Regions from separate parts of the Sus scrofa genome. Here region 1 is linked to region 2. Evidence: chromatin contacts called from public HiChIP or PLAC-seq data. All regions are on one chromosome and are shown on one strand. Each heading gives the region's core, a stretch centred on a gene start, on an enhancer-like site or on the middle of the called end of the contact. The rest is flanking DNA. Distances are from core to core; before and after follow the strand shown. Region 1 holds the start of ABCA3 (ATP-binding cassette sub-family A member 3). Region 2 holds the start of AMDHD2 (N-acetylglucosamine-6-phosphate deacetylase).

Region 1 (4,741 bases), core at 1,019-3,518, 160 kb before region 2:
CCCCGAGTTCTAGAATGTTCCCCCTCAAGAGACTCAACAGCAGAGGAGTCTACTGCTATTTCAGGAAGCAGGGATGGAGAAGAAACTGCCAGCCAGGGAGTCTTACTTGGGCCTTCCCAGTTGAGACAAAATCAAAACAGGTTCCCTTGGAACTGCCTGGCATATGCTCTGCAGAAAACTAGCGACTTTTAAAAAACAACTTGTGCTCCCCTCTCTTGTTCCAAAAGGCTGTTTTATCAGAATAGCAGATCACCCTAGAGAAGGAATGATGTCATCCTGTTTGTTGGATATAGTAAAGCCAATGCTCAATTTTATTTATTTACTGTTCATTTATTTGGCCCCACCCACAGCATCCAAACTTCAGCGCCAGGGATCCAACCCATGTCACAACTGCAACCCAAGCCACAGCAGTGACAATGCCAGATCCTCAACCCTCTGCACCACCAGGGAACTCCAGCAAGTGTTCAATTTTATTTTATTTATTTATTGTCATGTCTTTTTAGGGCCACACCTGTGGCATACGGAGGTTCCCAGGCTAGGGGTCGAATCGGAGCCACAGCCGTCGGCCTCCGCCAGAGCCACAGCCACGCGGGATCCGAGCCGCACCCGGGACCTACACCGCAGCTCACGGCAACGCTGGAGCCTTAACCCACCGAGCGAGGCCGCGTCCTCATGGATGCTTGTTGGGTTCATTAACCGCTGAGCCACAATGGCAACTCTGCACATGTTCAATTTTAAAGAGTTCCCTTGGAGGATTTTTTAAAATCCTCTCAGAAGTTAAAGGGGTGGGGGGCTTGGCGCGGCTCCTACTTTTCTCTCTTTTCCCTTTCTTTTCCATTTCCAAAGATGCCAACTTTCTAGAGGAAAACATTCCCAATCTTTTCAGGTTTACAAAGGGCAGCATCAAGATGTTTTGAATGAAATGATACAGTTGCTCAGGAGAAAAGAGCTAACTCTTCCACTTGCACCCTGCCCGGGTCTGCACACTGTCACAGGGGCTCAGCCCCTCCGTCCACAAGGCTTCCTTGCGGGCCTGTCATGGAGACGCGCGAGCAAGGCAAGCCCCAGCAAGGGACAATCTGTGCCTCTGGGGAGCTCACAGCTCAGGAGGCAAAGAGGCAAACAAGCAGAAATAACCCTATAAGGTAATGGTTTTAATTAGGCAGCGACCAAGGAAGTGACAAGGGGCATTCACTCATGCAACAAATAGGCACCAAGCATCTGTCCTAAGCCCACATGCAGCAGACAGTGTCTGCCCTCATGAAGCTCAGAATCTACTTCAGAAAAGAGACAATTCCTGTGTACACACAATTTCATACCAAACAGACTGACCGTGGGCATCAGCGCTGTGGGAGGCCCCTCTGTCTAGATCAGTCATTGCCCTTCCTTCTGTCCACACGCAACGCCCACCACTAACAGTGGACCCCTGGCCCCCCACCCTGAGGCCACGAGAAGGAGGATTTTCGAGCAGGGCGGACTCGATTATGGGGAAGCATTCCCACCAACACTGGGAATCTCTGCACCAAGACATGAGCCAGCAGCAGCCTTGGCGGCCCTGCCTCGGCTCCCCAGCCTGGGATGCTGCACGGCTTTGGCAGGCAAGTGCTCAAAGTGTCGGCCGGTGAACGCCTGCGGGGTTTGACGTGGTAGGAGTCTGCCCACCCTGCTCGGGCATGGCACAAAGGATGCCGCAGTGATTGCAACTCCAGGAAGATTAAGTTTCTCCAAGAAGGGCCGGCTTGGAGGAGCTGCCTGAGAGGATGGGGACACGCCCAGAGACAGACCAGGGCCGAGGGGAAGCCTGAGTCAGGGCGGCCTGGCACTGCGCAGAGATGCACCTGCTGGGGCGGCGCCGGGGGGTGCGGGCAGGGCAGGGCCACGGTAGGGGCCGGACAGGGACCGGGGCGGCCCGCGGTGGGGAGGGTGGCCCGGGCGGGGAAGCGGCCCCGGAGCCGGGAGCCAAGAGCCCTGGGAGCCAGCGCGCGCGAGCAGCGGGTCCTGGCGGCACTCACCGACCCTCAGCACCCGGGCGGCGATGGCCGGCGCGCTGCCCTCTCGCGGGGTCCCCTCCCTCGGCTTCCGGCCCTGCTCTGGCCTCGCGGCGGCTGCGGCGACCACTGCTGACAGCTGCTAGGCCGCCGCAGCGGGGAGGGGGCGCCGGCGACCCGAGGCAGCTGGAGGACGCGTCCACTCGGGCTCCTGCAGGGGGCGCGCCGGCCGGCTCGCGCATGCGTTGCAGGCTTCCCCTGCGGGTGCCCGGCCCGCCCTGGGACCCCTCCCCGCTCCGCCCCTGCTTGCGCCTGCGCAGTGCTCCGCGCCCGCGGGGGGTTGGGAGGGGTACGGCCGGCAGGGGGCGCGCGACGCGGGGCGAGGGCTTGGCCTGTGAGGCGAACGGTGTGGCCTCCAGGCGGGCGGCTGAAGTGGTCAGGCAGGACCCTCCCATTTCCCTGGTGGGCCTCCGTTTCCCTCCCTTGCAGTGTCTTTCGTCGGGCACGAGGGTCCTTCTCTTCACGGAGGGAGGGCGCTTTGCGCCCTTAGGCCTGGCGCGGACATCGCTAGGTGTTCGAGGCCCTGAGGGGTGGACGGAGGGCGAGGAAGGTTCTAGAAAGCCGAGAGGTGGGCAGGAAGGCCCAGCACCTCTGGGCGTGGCCGCGGTCGCGGGGCGCAGCTCTGGGGTCCGAGGCCGCAGGCAGGCGGGTCGGGAGGTAGGGTCAGGGTCACCTCGGGAGCGTCCCAGGTCGGGCCGAGAGAGTCCGGGGGCTGGGCTGGGGTCGCCTTGGACCGGACAGTCCCGAGGCCCGACGGGGGTCACCGGGGCGGAGGGGCTGGCGGCGTGGGTGGCGCTGGGCCAGCCGTCGCCCAGGCGGTGAGTGCTGCCAGCGGCCTGTCGAGTCCCAGGACCCTCCTGTGGCCCGACGTCCAGCTGCCCGTCCGTCGTTCGCTGCCCTCCGCCCGGCCTCTGGCGGCTCCCGGCGCAGGTCGCTGGGCCCTGGACGTCGCCTGCTGACCAGCCGGCTCCGGGCCGCCCCCCGCGCGCCTGGGGCCGAGGACAGACGGAATGGTAAAGTCAGGACCCAGGCTGGGGGGGCGGGGGGGAAGGGGGGACCGCGGTCCCCAGAGACGCCGTAGCGGTTAATGCTGGCGCAGCCGGGGCCCCATGGCAGTTACTTCCTTGTTGGTTGGCTTTTTTCTGTCTCTCTCACCAGAAGGTGGATGGTGTCTGTGAGGAAAGGGACCTTGTCCAGATCGTGGCTACATCCTAGGGTCGTAGCATGGCTGGCACAGAGGAGGCACTTTCTTTGCTTTTTAGGGCCGCGCCTGCGGCATGTGGAGGTTTCCAGGCTAGGGATTGAATCAGAACTGTGGCCGTTGGTCTACACCACAGCCACAGCCACATCAGCATAGGATCCGAGCCAGGTCTGCAGCCTACACCGCAGCTCCCTGCAAGGCTGGATTCTTAACCCACTGAGCGAGGCCAGGGATCAAACCTGCATCCTCATGGTTCCTAGTCAGATTCGTTAGCCCCTGAGCCACGCCGGGAATTCCAGAGGATGCACTTCATAAGTATTTATTGAATGAGAGGGTCATTCCTGACCCGATCCCCTCACTAGTGGAATTATTTCATTTTTAACTTCCTAAATCTCAGTTTCCTATCCCTAAGTGCTTCTCACAATCTGGCTCATAAATGCCAGATAAATGGTAATATAATGTGAATGTAAGTAGAGACTGACACATGGCCTGGCCTCTAATGAGGAGACAGAAAAAAAAATTGAGGACAGATAGATAGGGAAGTGGATTATTAATTCGTGGAAAATATCTTAACCCCCCCCTTCATTCTGCGCAGACCGCACCCTTACCCTCCCAAAAAAAGTGTTGGGAGAAATTCTGACCTAGCTGATTGGTCCTTATCTTTACCATGTCTCTTCCTTAATCTTTATTTCAAGAACCAGCCTTTCCCATTTCTAACTTAAATTGGTTACACTGTGCAATTTTTTCAGACCCTTTCGAAATCTGATCCCAGTTCTTCATAACCAAATCCTGGAACAGAACTGGCTAACTCAGAATTTCACTTATATGGAAGGTGAGGGTGGGGTAAGAATGACTGTATAGACAACGGCCAGGAGTTCTGTGTCTTTGTTCTTAACGAGGTTAGGTGCCTGCCATTGTTATTATATCAATTATCATAATCCTGCACTGAGAGGGTGTGAAGGTCACTTGCAAAGGAAGATTGTCCTGTGTCCAGAGACCAGGCTCTGAACTCCTGTTCAAAACAACTGCCCACAGTGGGCCAACTCTTCTGATGCTCTTCAGCAATGACTGAAAAATTCACGGTTCCGCTCAGGGCCCACTACTGAAAAAACAAAACAAACCTAGATGCGCCATCTAGTCTTCTCCTTCCAACGGGAGGCCCATGTAATGGTCATAATTTTTTTCAAAGTGTGCAGTAGAGCTGATACTAAGCCAGGTGTTCAGAGTCCTGGGCCCTTTAATACTCTCTGGTATGTGAATTGTTCACATTCATATACCATGAATATATGCCTAGAAATTACATGGTATGCTTCTTGGGGTTAGCATGGCTCAGATATTTCTCAAGATTGATGGCAAATGTTAAAGTGGATGTTGACACTCATAAATCCTATGGCTTTACGAAAGGCAGTAAAGGGAGTTCCCATTGTGGCTCAGTGGAAATGAATCTGACTAGTATCCATGAGGACGTGGGTTCCCTCCCTGAGCTGCTCAG
Region 2 (4,916 bases), core at 1,108-3,607:
GGAAAGAGGGAGGAGGGACAGTGGCAGAGAAGATGGATTCCTAGATGCCAAGTCCCCCACTCCCTTATTGGGGCCTTAGCAGAAGCTGTCCGGGCCTCGTGTTGCCTGGGTGACGGCCCCCAGCCCCTTGTCTTTCCTGTGCCCAGTTTTTTTCTTTTCTTTTCTTTTTTTTTTTTTTTTTTTTTTGATCTTTTTGCCATTTCTTGGGCCGCTCCCGCAGCATATGAAGGTTCCCAGGCTAGGAGTCGAAAAGAAGCCATAGCCGCCAGCCTACACCAGAGCCACAGCAACTCGGGATCTGAGCCGCATCTGCAAGCTACACCACAGCTCGCAGCAACACTGGATCCTTAACCCACTGAGCAAGGCCAGGGATCGAAACTGCAACCCCATTGTTCCCAGTCGGATTCGGTAACCACTGAGCCACAACGGGAACTCCGTCCTGTGCCCTATTCTTTTGGGCTCGTCCTTTCTCCAAACTCAAGGGTCCCAGCCTACTGTGTGGTTGAGGGTGCCGAGAGCGCCTTTCCTGGCAGAGTGCTCAGCCTGTGGCTGTGCACATGAGCCCTCAGGGCGGGCGGTGGTGGGCAGAGTGGGGAGGTGGCGAGGCTCTGGCCTGAGAGGGCAAGAACGGCCAGCCCAGCTCCCCCAAGCCTGTGTGGCAGTGGCTCTTCCACTGGGTGTGGGAGTGTCACCCACTGGACTGGTGGCCTGACCCTGGCCCAACATCTGGGCTCTTGGAGATACTCAGCTCATGCTTTCCAGGCCTTTCCTAATGTGGGAAAGTGCATGAGACAAAAGGTGCCTGGAATCTGTCAGGCTTCTGGGGCCCAGCTGTCTGGTTCCCCCTGTGACGGGGCTCCCGTACCTGTTAAGCTCCACCTTTTAGGGTGCAGGCAGCTGTGCCAGGGCTTCCTGGGAACATGGGACCTGGGTAGCAGGAGTGGGGCGTGCTGCTGAGCATGGGTTGTGTTTCCCAGGGGAGCTGGAGCCCGGACTGGCCTGACAGCCTTGGCCTCTGGAGAAGGAGCCCAGGCTGCACGGGGCCCCTTGAGGGCCCAGCCATCACCCCGCTCCACCTGTTCCTGGCTGGCTGGCACTTTCATCTTTGCCTTTGTGGGGGATTTTGTGTGGCCCTCAGGTATGCCCAAGGGTACTCCAGGGTCCTGGTCCAGGTGCCCTGGGCTGACCTTACCTTCCCCCCTCAGCCCTGGGTGCCGCCTATGGGACGGCCAAGAGCGGCACTGGCATCGCAGCCATGTCTGTCATGCGGCCAGAGCTGATCATGAAGTCCATCATCCCCGTGGTCATGGCAGGCATCATCGCCATCTATGGCCTGGTGGTGGCAGTCCTCATCGCCAACTCCCTGACTGAAGGCATCAGTCTCTACAAGTGAGTGCCGGCCGGGGGCTGAGAGGGCGCCTCGGGTGGGTGGGTGGGTGGGTGGCTGGTGGTCCAGGCCCGCCGCCCCCCTGGCTGCTGCCTGACACCCACCTCACGTCCTTTCTCTCCCCCAGGAGTTTCCTTCAGCTGGGCGCTGGCCTGAGTGTGGGCCTGAGCGGGCTGGCAGCCGGCTTTGCCATCGGCATTGTGGGCGATGCAGGCGTGCGGGGCACTGCCCAGCAGCCCCGGCTCTTCGTGGGCATGATCCTCATCCTCATCTTCGCGGAAGTGCTCGGCCTCTACGGTCTCATCGTTGCCCTCATCCTCTCCACAAAGTAGCCCCTCCGGGCCCACCAGACACAGAATAGGATGTAAAGACCACCCCTCCTCATTCCAGAACGAACAGCCTGACACACACGCACGGGGCCTCCGCCCCCCTGTAGTTGGTCTTGTAAATGCGCAGTGTCCTAGTGCCCATCGTCTGTTGCCCCAGCCTTGCCCCTGCCAGCCCCGTGCCGTGGACGTCCGGGCCACCACTCACCCATCCAGGCCCCCGACCAGTGAGGATGCAGGCCTCCGGCCGCGCCCACCCCTAGAGTGCTCTGTGTATAAGGATGAATTAGAGGTGTCACTTTCTCTTCACTGGATGTTTATTTATAAAGTTTTGACCCGTTCATTCGTCTGTGGAGCAGCCCTCGTCTCCCAACTATATAGTCATCCCAGGTACACTGTTGCGTCGCGAGGTTACCATTTGCCCTGAGACTCGTGGGATGGAACCACCCTCCTGCCGCCCGGCTGCTCGGGGCCCACCGGGCCCTGGCGCTGAACTGTGTCCAATAAAGTTCTCGGATGTGACTGGACGCCTGTGTGTGTGGCTCGCTCGGCGGGACTGGGGCGGGGTCGGGCCTCCCGCGAAGCGCGCCGCCGCGTCACTGCGGAGCCGCCGGGCGCGCCGGTCACGTGGGCGCGCCGGTCACGTGGGCGCGCTCCGTCAGCTGAGGGTCACGTGGGCCCGGCCGCGTTGCGGGGCCGGAACTGTCGGCGCGGGATCCGGCGCCTTCCGCTCAGCTGGGCTCAGGATGCGCGGCGGGCAGGGCGCGGCCCGGGCCCCGGTGCTCCAGTTCACCAACTGCCGCATCCTGCGGGGCGGGGCGTTGCTCAGGTGGGCGCGGGGCGCGGGGCCGGGGCCGCTGCGGTGGGCTTCGGGACCGGCGATGCGAGCCCCCGCCTCCATCTGTGCGCAGGGAGGATCTGTGGGTGCGCGGGGGCCGCGTTCTGGACCCCGAGAAGCTGTTCTTTGAGGAGCGGCGCGTGGCTGATGAGCAGCGGGACTGCGGGGGCTGCATCCTAGCGCCTGGCTTCATCGACGTGCAGATCAACGGTACGGGCTGGGGCCGCTGGCTGGGGACCCAGAGGAGGAGCTCTGGGCCCCGTGCGAACCTCTTCTTTTCTGTGGCCGCAGGTGGATTTGGCGTTGACTTCTCTCAGGCCACGGAGGACGTGGGTTCGGGAGTCGCCTTGGTGGCCCGGAGGATTTTGTCGCACGGAGTTACCTCCTTCTGCCCCACGTTGGTCACCTCGCCACCGGAGGTTTATCACAAGGTGAGTTCAGGCTGCCGGCCTCCAGTGTAGGAGGCCCCAGAAGCACCCACCTTCATCAATTTTCAAATCTCGTCTCTTCCCTGTGCAGACACCCTTTGTCACTTGAGTCTAGCCTCACTTGGGCCTGGGGTCCCTGGGGTCCCCGGGGTCCCCTTCCCCCTCGGCTTCCTCAAGCAGGTATCCCTCTACCAGCTCGGCCTGCAGCTGCTGCCTGCCCTCCCCACCCTGCACTCCGGCCCCTCCAGGCACCAGAAACCACCGCCTTGACTAGGTCGAGGGAACCTTCTGATTGCCACATTCTTAGTTGCTTATCCCCCGCCCCGACCGGTTTGTGGTATGTGACTCCAGTGAACGAGTTTTCCAGAAGGGAGCTCCAGGGTCTATCCTGGGCCTTCCTCTGTACTCCTGCCAGCGCTCCCCACTCCTCTTCTCCCTCACCTGTAGCTCTTGGGATTCCCTTGTCTGCGGTTCCTTTTCCTTTTAAAAAATTTAATTTTTTGGAGTTCCTGTCGTGGTGCAGCGGAAACAAATCCGACGAGGAACCATGAGGTTGCAGGGGTTCGATCCCTGGCCTCGTTCAGTGGGTTAAAGCTCTGGTGTTGTCGTGAGCTGTGGTGTAGGTCACAGGGTCACAGATGCAGCTCGGATCTGGCCTGGCTGTGGCTATGGCGTAGGCCGGCGGCAATAGCTCGGATTAGACCCCTAGCCTGGGAACCTCCATGTGCTGCGGGTGCGGCCTTAAAAAGACAAAAAAAATTTAACTTCTCATGAAGGTTCTCCAGTTTTGCTCTTTTCTGCATTTTAGCATTTGATCTTGTTTTCTCTGCCTGTGTGGTGTTCTGTTTTACTGAACTGCTTGAAAGTAGGTGGCCTGCATCTTAACCTCTTCCTAAAAGCTCGTCTAGTCTTTTATTCGAGCAGAGTCGAGTCACCGAGTTTATGAAATTAACAGGGCCCTCCTTTAGGCTGCCATTTGTGTTCCAGTTCTGTAGCTTTCCTCCAGCACAGGGTCCATTTCAGGATCTGGGGTTGTACTGCCTGCTCTGGGGTTCCCTCTAGGTTGTGGACACAAGACTCAGAGGCTGGAGCTGTGGGGTCCCGCCTCCTAACTTCCGCTATCGGCTGAGAGAGTCGGGGTTGAGAGAGTCCGGACAATCGTTACTTGTTTCTGAGCCTCCATTTTTTTCAAACCTTAAGTAAGAATGATAACGGAATCCGTCTCTTGGAGGTGGGTGCTCAATAACTGTGATTCGTTCACAGTAAATACTTGGTAAGAGTTCCCATCGTGGCTCATCGGAAATGAATCCAGCGAGGAACCGTGAAGTTCCAGGTTCCATCCCTGGCCTCGCTCAGTAGGTTAAGGATCTGGTGTTGCTGCGAGCTGTGGTGTGGGTCGCAGACGCAGCTTGGATCCCGCGTTGTTGTGGCTCTGGTGTAGGGCGGCAGCTGCAGCTCCAGTTTGACTCCTAGCCTGGAAACCTCTATGAGCCGCGGGCGCGGCCCTAAAAAGAAAAAAAAATACTTGATAAATGTCAGCTATGGACATCTTTGTGGAAACTACCCCCCAGCTCTCCTGTCCTGGAGTCGGATGTCAAAAGCAAGCTCGTTTTCCTGCTGAAAACAGGCACCTGGCCTGGCATTTTCTCTCTTGATTGAGATTTTCCTGCCCGGGGTCTGGGAACAGGCCCACCCTCTCGGCCCCACCCCCGCCACCCCGTTCTTGTCTGCTCCCTCCCAGTCCCCACCAGTGAGTTCCGTGACTGTCGCCCAGTCTCCTGACCGCTGTCCCAGCTCTGGGTCCCTCCCGAGTGGCCTTCCCCAGTCCCTCCCCACCCCCCGCCCCAGCCCCCAGCACGCCCTCCCCGCCGGCGTTTCAGCCGATCCCGGCAGAAGGCAGCTTCCTGTTCTGCCGCCAGGCTCTGCCTGGAAGGTGC

The links. HiChIP or PLAC-seq counts read pairs in DNA pulled down with a chosen protein or histone mark.
Region 1: a contact with region 2 is called in an H3K27ac HiChIP or PLAC-seq map of skeletal muscle, with 2.4 times the contacts expected there. The contact joins the promoter of ABCA3 here to the promoter of AMDHD2 in region 2. A contact is called at or near these places in 1 of 5 promoter capture datasets (liver), 7 of 47 Hi-C or Micro-C datasets (alveolar macrophages, heart right ventricle, liver and 3 more) and 2 of 2 datasets of contacts at active chromatin or transcription factors (alveolar macrophages and skeletal muscle).

Annotation. Positions count from the first base shown.
Region 1 is chr3:39,686,660-39,691,400 of Sscrofa11.1, reverse strand. ABCA3 (ATP-binding cassette sub-family A member 3) reads right to left here and starts at 2,268. Exons shown (of 35, transcript XM_005655176.3): 1 at 2,013-2,268. It overlaps LOC102159543 (a long non-coding RNA gene), which reads left to right. Exons shown (of 2, transcript XR_298208.3): 2 at 1-314.
Region 2 is chr3:39,530,031-39,534,946 of Sscrofa11.1, reverse strand. AMDHD2 (N-acetylglucosamine-6-phosphate deacetylase) reads left to right here and starts at 2,357. Exons shown (of 11, transcript XM_013987849.2): 1 at 2,357-2,542; 2 at 2,625-2,761; 3 at 2,843-2,982. The coding sequence starts at 2,460. It overlaps ATP6V0C (V-type proton ATPase 16 kDa proteolipid subunit), which reads left to right. Exons shown (of 3, transcript XM_003124744.4): 2 at 1,206-1,389; 3 at 1,515-2,240. The coding sequence ends at 1,719.